2 separate regions of the Danio rerio genome follow, and region 2 is linked to region 1. The links are chromatin contacts, called in public Micro-C maps. All regions are on one chromosome and are shown on one strand. Each heading gives the region's core, a stretch centred on a gene start, on an enhancer-like site or on the middle of the called end of the contact. The rest is flanking DNA. Distances are from core to core; before and after follow the strand shown.

Evidence for each region. A called contact is a pair of places that touch in the nucleus more often than the background predicts.
Region 2: a contact with region 1 is called in a Micro-C map of caudal fin, with 2.9 times the contacts expected there. The contact joins the enhancer-like site here to the promoter of znf326 in region 1. A contact is called at or near these places in 2 of 18 Hi-C or Micro-C datasets (caudal fin and fibroblasts).

Annotation. Positions count from the first base shown.
Region 1 is chr6:27,643,136-27,646,684 of GRCz12tu, forward strand. It overlaps znf326 (zinc finger protein 326), which reads right to left and starts at 1,931. Exons shown (of 13, transcript NM_001082841.1): 1 at 1,769-1,931.
Region 2 is chr6:27,788,904-27,792,656 of GRCz12tu, forward strand. It overlaps a transcript of kyat3.2 not described here. Among named protein-coding and RNA genes, the nearest start is that of kyat3.2, 49 kb to the left of the region's middle. Within about 2 kb of position 1,943, at least 11 of the 62 cell types and tissues checked have an H3K27ac peak or open chromatin away from gene starts, as enhancers often do. A contact at or near this core is called in caudal fin, where this site is marked.

The sequences.
Region 1 (3,549 bases), core at 681-3,180:
TTAAAAAAGCATCTTTCTGTTAGCATGAGTCTATGTTTGTTTGTTGTAAGCTTTTCTATGGTGCTTTATGGAGGATTTTTTATTTGGAGAATATTTGTCATTTTTTAATGACGAATATTTAATGAATATCAAGCATCTATACTTCTATAAAAGCTAAATGGTAGACATTTTTTATTTTTACTTTATAATTTATTGCTAAGGCTACACAAAACACACAGTGTCACACATTTCAAGACTTGCAATCTTAATGACGTCACATAATCAAAGTGTGTTGAAAAAGTCTGTGTTGTTGTATGAAAATCAATGTGTCAGAACACCAGGGTTTATTTTGAAATGAAATAAAATTAATTTCAAAATTAATTAAAAAAAACTAAAGGAAACTAACAACAGTTACTGAAAACAAACTCAAATCAAATAATAATTAGCAAAACATTTTTAAAAATCATTTGAGAATTTAAAAAAAAGCACCCATTTTGTGAATGTTTATATACAAAAACATATTTTCTGTATAAACAAAATGGCTGTTCTATTTTTGTAAAATAGGAATGTCTAACTAAGCATGTCTAAAGACAAGTAAAATTATTCAAATGATACTTCAAATTAAAAATATTGAAGTTGCATAGGTATGATTTTGGGTTCAGTGTCTGATCAAATATTTATTATTATTAATTTTATTGTTGTTTACAGATGTAAATAAAACTTTAACTACACTAGCTCTGCTCAACTATAATTAAAAGTCCTACAACTGAAACTAAATATATTTAAAAAAAAAATTAAATGCTTTCACATATACAAAAATACACCAAACCCTCATTTTAAGGAACTAAAAGCTGAGATGACATGCAACTAAGATGCAAAACTAAAATAAACTATTTTGTAAGTAGCCTACACAAAAACTTTATAAGTATGTAAAGCCTTGCATCCATTTTGATGTACTCACTGTTGAATTTGATCGGACATTATTTGAAAACTAAATTAAACAGCTTCGATTCAAACACCATAATGATGATTTGGTTCTATTTTCATGAAAGAAAAAAATAGTGTAAAATTGTCTCGGAGAAGCTGGAAAAATTATGTAAATTTTTTTTAAAAAATCAAAATGATAGAAGACCTGTCATGACATTATTAGAATTTTACTTTTGAGAGTTGGTGGACCATGAACTGAATCACCTACAATAAAGCCGCATTCTGTTAACTGAATGTGATTGTTCTTCCTGTAAATATGCTTTGACACAGATTTGCTTTGTTCAGGCTGCTCTGAAGGCCAAATTTGCCATATCCTGCAGGAGCACTGTGGGGCTGCCATGTTTTGAACCTTTTGCAGCAATGTCAGCAAACCCAAGGGCATGTACACTGCTGAGGTGTGATTTTTTCAGGTCTGTTTACTTGTATACCACACAAATAATGCCAAATGCAGGCTACTCCATCACTCAGGTTTTGAATGGGCCTTTGTAAGGCATTATCCTAAACACAGTCATGTCTTAATTTTAACGTTGTGTTTATGTTGTCAGTTTAAGATTCACAAGAGTGTTACATTTTGCACCATCATTGTGGTGTCTAAAATAAATACAACGTGATCGTTGACCGATTCTGGTAGTTTCAAATTTAAACTTTTATACAAAAACAGCTAATATAATGACGGCTTCTTTTATTTAACTTTACAATATATGCCAGCATCGTGGATAATTATGCAAACAATAAATCATCTGCCGACTTGTTTGAAAACATAAAAATAAACAAAGGCAACATTACAGGCCGCGTCACTTACCGCACAAATGAGAGTCAGTCAGTCGTACTGCGTTAAATTAAAACAGGTGTCACTGAAATCATTTCCCCCCTGGTGACAAACGAAACCAAAAAGCTAAACAACGGTGTCAGGAGTTGCAACAACAGCCCTTCATAACCGTTCCCTAAAGGAAAGGAAGCTCTGTTCAGCCAGAGGGCGCTTGGACCTTCATAAACCGTGACTGAAGCCTCAATTCGGCCACGCCCATTTTTGAGTGCAGACCTGCAAAGGTAATGTTGAAATTTAGCAACATAATTGTAGAAGTCTTTCAATATAATAAATGTGCTATTATAAAATTTCTCACTTTCTCAAATCAAAAACTTTCCATTGTATCCACATATCAATATTTGGGAATCAGTCTGGTCTCTCACCTCACTTATTGTAACCATGTTCAAAATGTTTATAAAAAGCTGAAACAAAAGCTATTTGCTTATGGCAAAATTAGGACTAATTTGTCTTTTTCTGTTTCAGAAACTTATCTGCATGCCATAATCTTGTCTACCTTGTCTTACTGTCTGCCTATTTGGTCTCTCACAACAAGCGATATCTTGGAGCCAATAGCTAGACTGTACAATAGGGCCTATATACACAACAGACTTTCTGGATGGACACATCACTGTTTTGCTCTATCACTTTCTAAAGCTTTAACATTTCAAAATTACATTATGAACACAGGTATCAAACTGTACTACCAAATTTTAAATAGCTCTACCTCAGCAGCCCTTTGTGCATTGGTACCAAAACTCAACACAAGGACTGATCGTTCCACCAGATCTGTAACAAATGGATGTTTGCCAGTACCGGCTTTTAAAAACTGTTATGGACAGAGATCTTTCTTTTATGTTTTCACAAGAGTCTGGAATGAGATCCCACAACATCTCAAAACAATACCAACACTGAGACTTTTTAAGAAATCCCATGCTCGTCATCTGATGGTCAACTATCGATGTAGCCACTGAGATAGTAGCCTGCTTTTCTTTATTTTATATGTTTGGTGATTGTTTGTACTGTGTTGATGGATGAGATGTTTGTCTGTTTTTATGTTCTGCAGAGCAGGAACCTGCTGAAAAACAGCATGCATGCTGAGTCAGGCCTGATTATCTTTTAATCTTTTCCTGTTTAAAAAAAAATTGTAAATAAATAAATAAGTTCCAAAGAGATTAGTTGAGACTGATAACATAAATACTGAGCTGCTCCAGGCTGCTAACCATTGATTATTCTTAAAGATCAATTGGGTATCATCACTACTTTATATAAAATTTCAGTCATATCTCAATTTCCGGACAAATTCTAAAAAACATATTTTGTTTAGATTTTTAACAGAAACTGAAGGTTAAGTGAACACATTGTATACTATACTAAATACATGAAATTAGTGCTAGCTGGAACAGTAAATGTAAAACAATAAATTTGAGTGAGTTAAAATAGGCTATATATGTCATACTTTTAAACTTTTACAAAATAAAAAACTAAATTTATCAAAAATATATTACCTTTAAATATGCATATTCTATATTATTTAAAAATTTTAGCGCAAACGTAAACTTTTAGGTACCTAAACATGAAACTTAAGCATGCACTTTGTGTATCTTTTTCTTGCGTCTTTTTTTCTTTCATTTATGACATATTATAGTATTTTTTATTGAGTAATGAAGAATATAATCAAACTTATTATGCATGAAAATATCCCTCTTGCTTCTTAATATTCAATTCAATTCAATTTGTTTATTGTCATGTGCACAGAAATTCTTACTTTGCCGTCC
Region 2 (3,753 bases), core at 693-3,192, 150 kb after region 1:
ACCCTTCACTTATCACAAACCTGTTTGAGTTCATTCTGTTAAACGCAAAAGAAGATATTTAGAAAAAAATAAATAAAACTGCCCTTAAAAAAAAAAAAAAGAAGCTTATGCTGGTAAGGTATGTTTTGATGCTGGTCTTGTTGATTTTAGTGGTCTCTAATGCTGGTCTCAGTGCCAGTCCTGACCAGCATTGAGACCAGCAAAACCAGCATTGAAATCAGCAAGACCAGCTTAGAGACTAGCAAAACCAGCATCAAAATATACCTTACAGGCATATGCTGTTTTTTTTCCAATACTGTTTGTTTTCCCTACTATCGATGTCAAACCCCCAGTTTCCAACAATCTTCAAAATCTACTTTTGTGTTCACCAGAAAAAAAAAAAAAAAAAAATCTCAAAATCAGTTTAAGTAGTGTAACAATTTTGCTTCATACTTGCCACAATATTGTGAAAAAGAGTTTCTACAATAGAGAGCTAGCTCATATTAAAAATCTGGATAAATCTGGATTACAGTAAATTTGAAGCATTTTTTAAAATTCCTAGTCTCTAAAGATTATTTTCTTATATTATATTAGTGACACCTTATGTCTTGCCTGTATTTTTGAACACTTCCTTTCTGCAGATAAAAAAGATTCTCTGAAGCAGCAGAAAGTGAGGGCGGAGCTTCTCCTCTCAACCTATTTCCCAGCTTCCCTTTCCTCTTCCTGTCTGAAAATCTGTCCCATGTCCTGACTATTCCCAAGAGAGCATGTAGCCTACTATTACTGTGACAGTTTTCCAAGATAACATCTGGACACTGACTGTCAAAACACAAGAATCTCATTTACACTGCTGTTGAGTGTCTCACTCCAGTTTGAAAATCTGTCATTTAAACCTGAAAGCAAAGTTTAAAGAGGACACATGCCCTTTTTAAAATTAGCATTAGATATTCCTTGTGACATAGAATGAACATTTGAAGTTGCAGTATGTGTTAAATCTTATTTATTTATTAGGCCTACTGGCGTAAATATGGCAGGAAATATGAGGTTTAAATATATATATAAAGACACAAACTTCATGTGTCTTTTAGCTTTTCTGTTTCTAATGCTTCATAGTGTAGTACCATATTGTTTAATATCTCCTTTATAAAATGTTCACAATTAGCTTAGCTTTACAATTAGCTTGGCTTAGCTTTGGCCCATTTCATGACATGAATGTGGTATTTTCCAAGTAACATTAGTTGTAAAAGAAAATAGGTTGTACTTTTTTTTTAATCAATTCCATCTTGTACTAAAGCAAACATGACATCATAGAATCAAATTTGTATTAATGTACCAAATGTCCGTGAAATAAAGTTAGAAACATCAACCCAAAATAATCTTGAGCATATACATTGAAAATACAAGATGACTAACAGATTATTGAACAATACCACAAAAATCGCAGTAGTTTTAAAAACTATAAATTCTGTGTAAAAATGCAAAAGATACCTGTCTTTATTACTTAAAAAATGTATTTGTTAGTAACTTTATACTTTTTTCCCACTCAATCTTTCCACATTTTGATGACCAGAAGACTGTTGAAGATGGTATATTATTCTTTTTAAAGTTATTTATTTAATTATTGGGTGAACTATCCCTAAGAATAAATTAGCAATATTATTTGAATAGTTTTGACATGATAAGTTACATTTATTCACCACTTGGGGCATATTTTTTATTTTTTAATGTTTAGAAAGTCAGTGAATCACAAAATGATCCAAGCCTGAAACATTCTACACAATGTTTCATGCATCAAATTACTTCAGTAGTAGTTTTTGAAACTTATTTTTGATACTGTGGGGAGGAAGCTGTTTGCCATAAATTTGCAAAAACAGAACAGTTTCGAAAGTTTACAGAAAGGATGAGCCTTTCCATAGGAAACCCTCATTACTCATGAAGTGACTTTCATATACACACCCAGATCGGACCAGTCTGACCCGAAGAGCAATACACTTTAGCTCATTCAGGTAAAGTGACTCAAACATCAAAACTCAACTGCTGTTTTTTTTTTTTTAACTGAAGTCCTCCCATACCATTAATTAGCAAAAATTTCCAGACCGGTTTCATTTTGTGACGCAAAATACATGGTAACAGTGAGTAACCAAACTAGACTATCAGGTTTGACCAGAAAGGTTCATATGGCAAGCTTTTTAACATTAAGCAATAGTACCCGTTTTCATGATACCATGGTGCTTGATCTTCAGGTACTAGGACATTTTGTATTGTTTTAGTAGCAGCAGCAGCAGCAGCAGCATGTTTTCTGGGTCATTCTGATATTTAATAAATAAATAAATAAAAAAAAAACTTTCCTACTAGGAAGACAATAAGTCTTACTAGTAGTTGGCCTTTCTGTGTGGAGTTTGCATGTTCTCTCCATGTTTGCGTGGGTTTCCTCTGGGTGCTCCAGTTTCCCCCACAAGTCCAAAGACATGCGATGTATAGGTGAATTGGGTAAGCTAAATTGTCCGTAGTGTATGTGTGTACTGTATCCACCAGGTTGGGGGTTGAGCGGTGTGCTAACAACTCACCTCGTAAAAATTACGTTACAAAACACCAACATAGAAATAACAAAGAATAACTTATATCTGCATTTAAATTTAGCAGACACTTTTGTCCAAAGCAACTTACAATTGAGGAGGCATTCAGCGATTAACAAGGAGGCAACACAAAAAGTGCTAATTATACAAAGGAACTGTGTAATGAAGTGTTAAGGCCTGTGCACACAGAGACGTTTTTTTGCTTGCCTTTTCCATTGACGTGTAATGCCTCATGACTTAATAAAGGACATCAATGTGCAAAACACCAGGTGCAAAAGCATCATTAAAAAAAAAAAAAAAAAAAAAACGCCTCATGCTCGTTCTCTACCAATCAAAATGGCACTTTTGTTTACGTGCATGGAGCTGCTGAAGTTACAGTAATCAGCACTCGAAGGCGCTCAAGTGAAAAACTGTCAATGCAAGCGCACATTGAAATTGCCCAGAGGCGATATGAACATGAAGCTGCTTATTGCTTTGTGAACAATAATAATTTCTTTATCGCTAGAGCTTGAGCTGCTACCTGAACCATCCCTGCTAGTTTAAGTCACCAGTAACTTTAACAACAAGCATGTAAACTTTCTCTCTTTCTCTTCTTCTGTGTTACAAGCAGGTGTCAGAAGCTTAAAGTTGTTTAGCGCCATCTAATGTCAAGGAGTGATTTTGCATACTCTTCTGCTTGATGGCAGTGAAAATCGCTCGAGTTTGAATCCGGAAAAACGTCTCGTAAAACGTTGATGATAAACGCAAACAAAAATTGCCTCGTTGTGTACGAGCCTTTAGAGTAAAAAGGGGGAACGTTTTTTTTTCTAAAGAGAGAGAAGGGTATTTTAACAGGTGTTTTGTTAAGCCCACTCACCTGTGTGAAGTACACTCATAAATGCACAATTATATTAGAGATGATAAGGAAGAGTGATAAGAAAGTGTTTGGTGCAAATGTGCAAACAGTGGTGCAAGGGTCAGTGTCAGAGAGATGCGATGTATTTTCTACAGGTGGCTTGTCAAGCCTAATCACTTCTGAGGCACACTGAGATTTGCAATGAGTTTTGAGTTTGTTGTGTGACCAGTCTGGTTAAGGGGAGAGAAGATTATTATTATTATTATTTTATTGTACCTTAAATAGGTTTCCTACTAATATCTAATGTAGAGACGCTCAATTCAGTTGATTTTGCCAACAGACAACCGCTGCTCGTTAACCGAT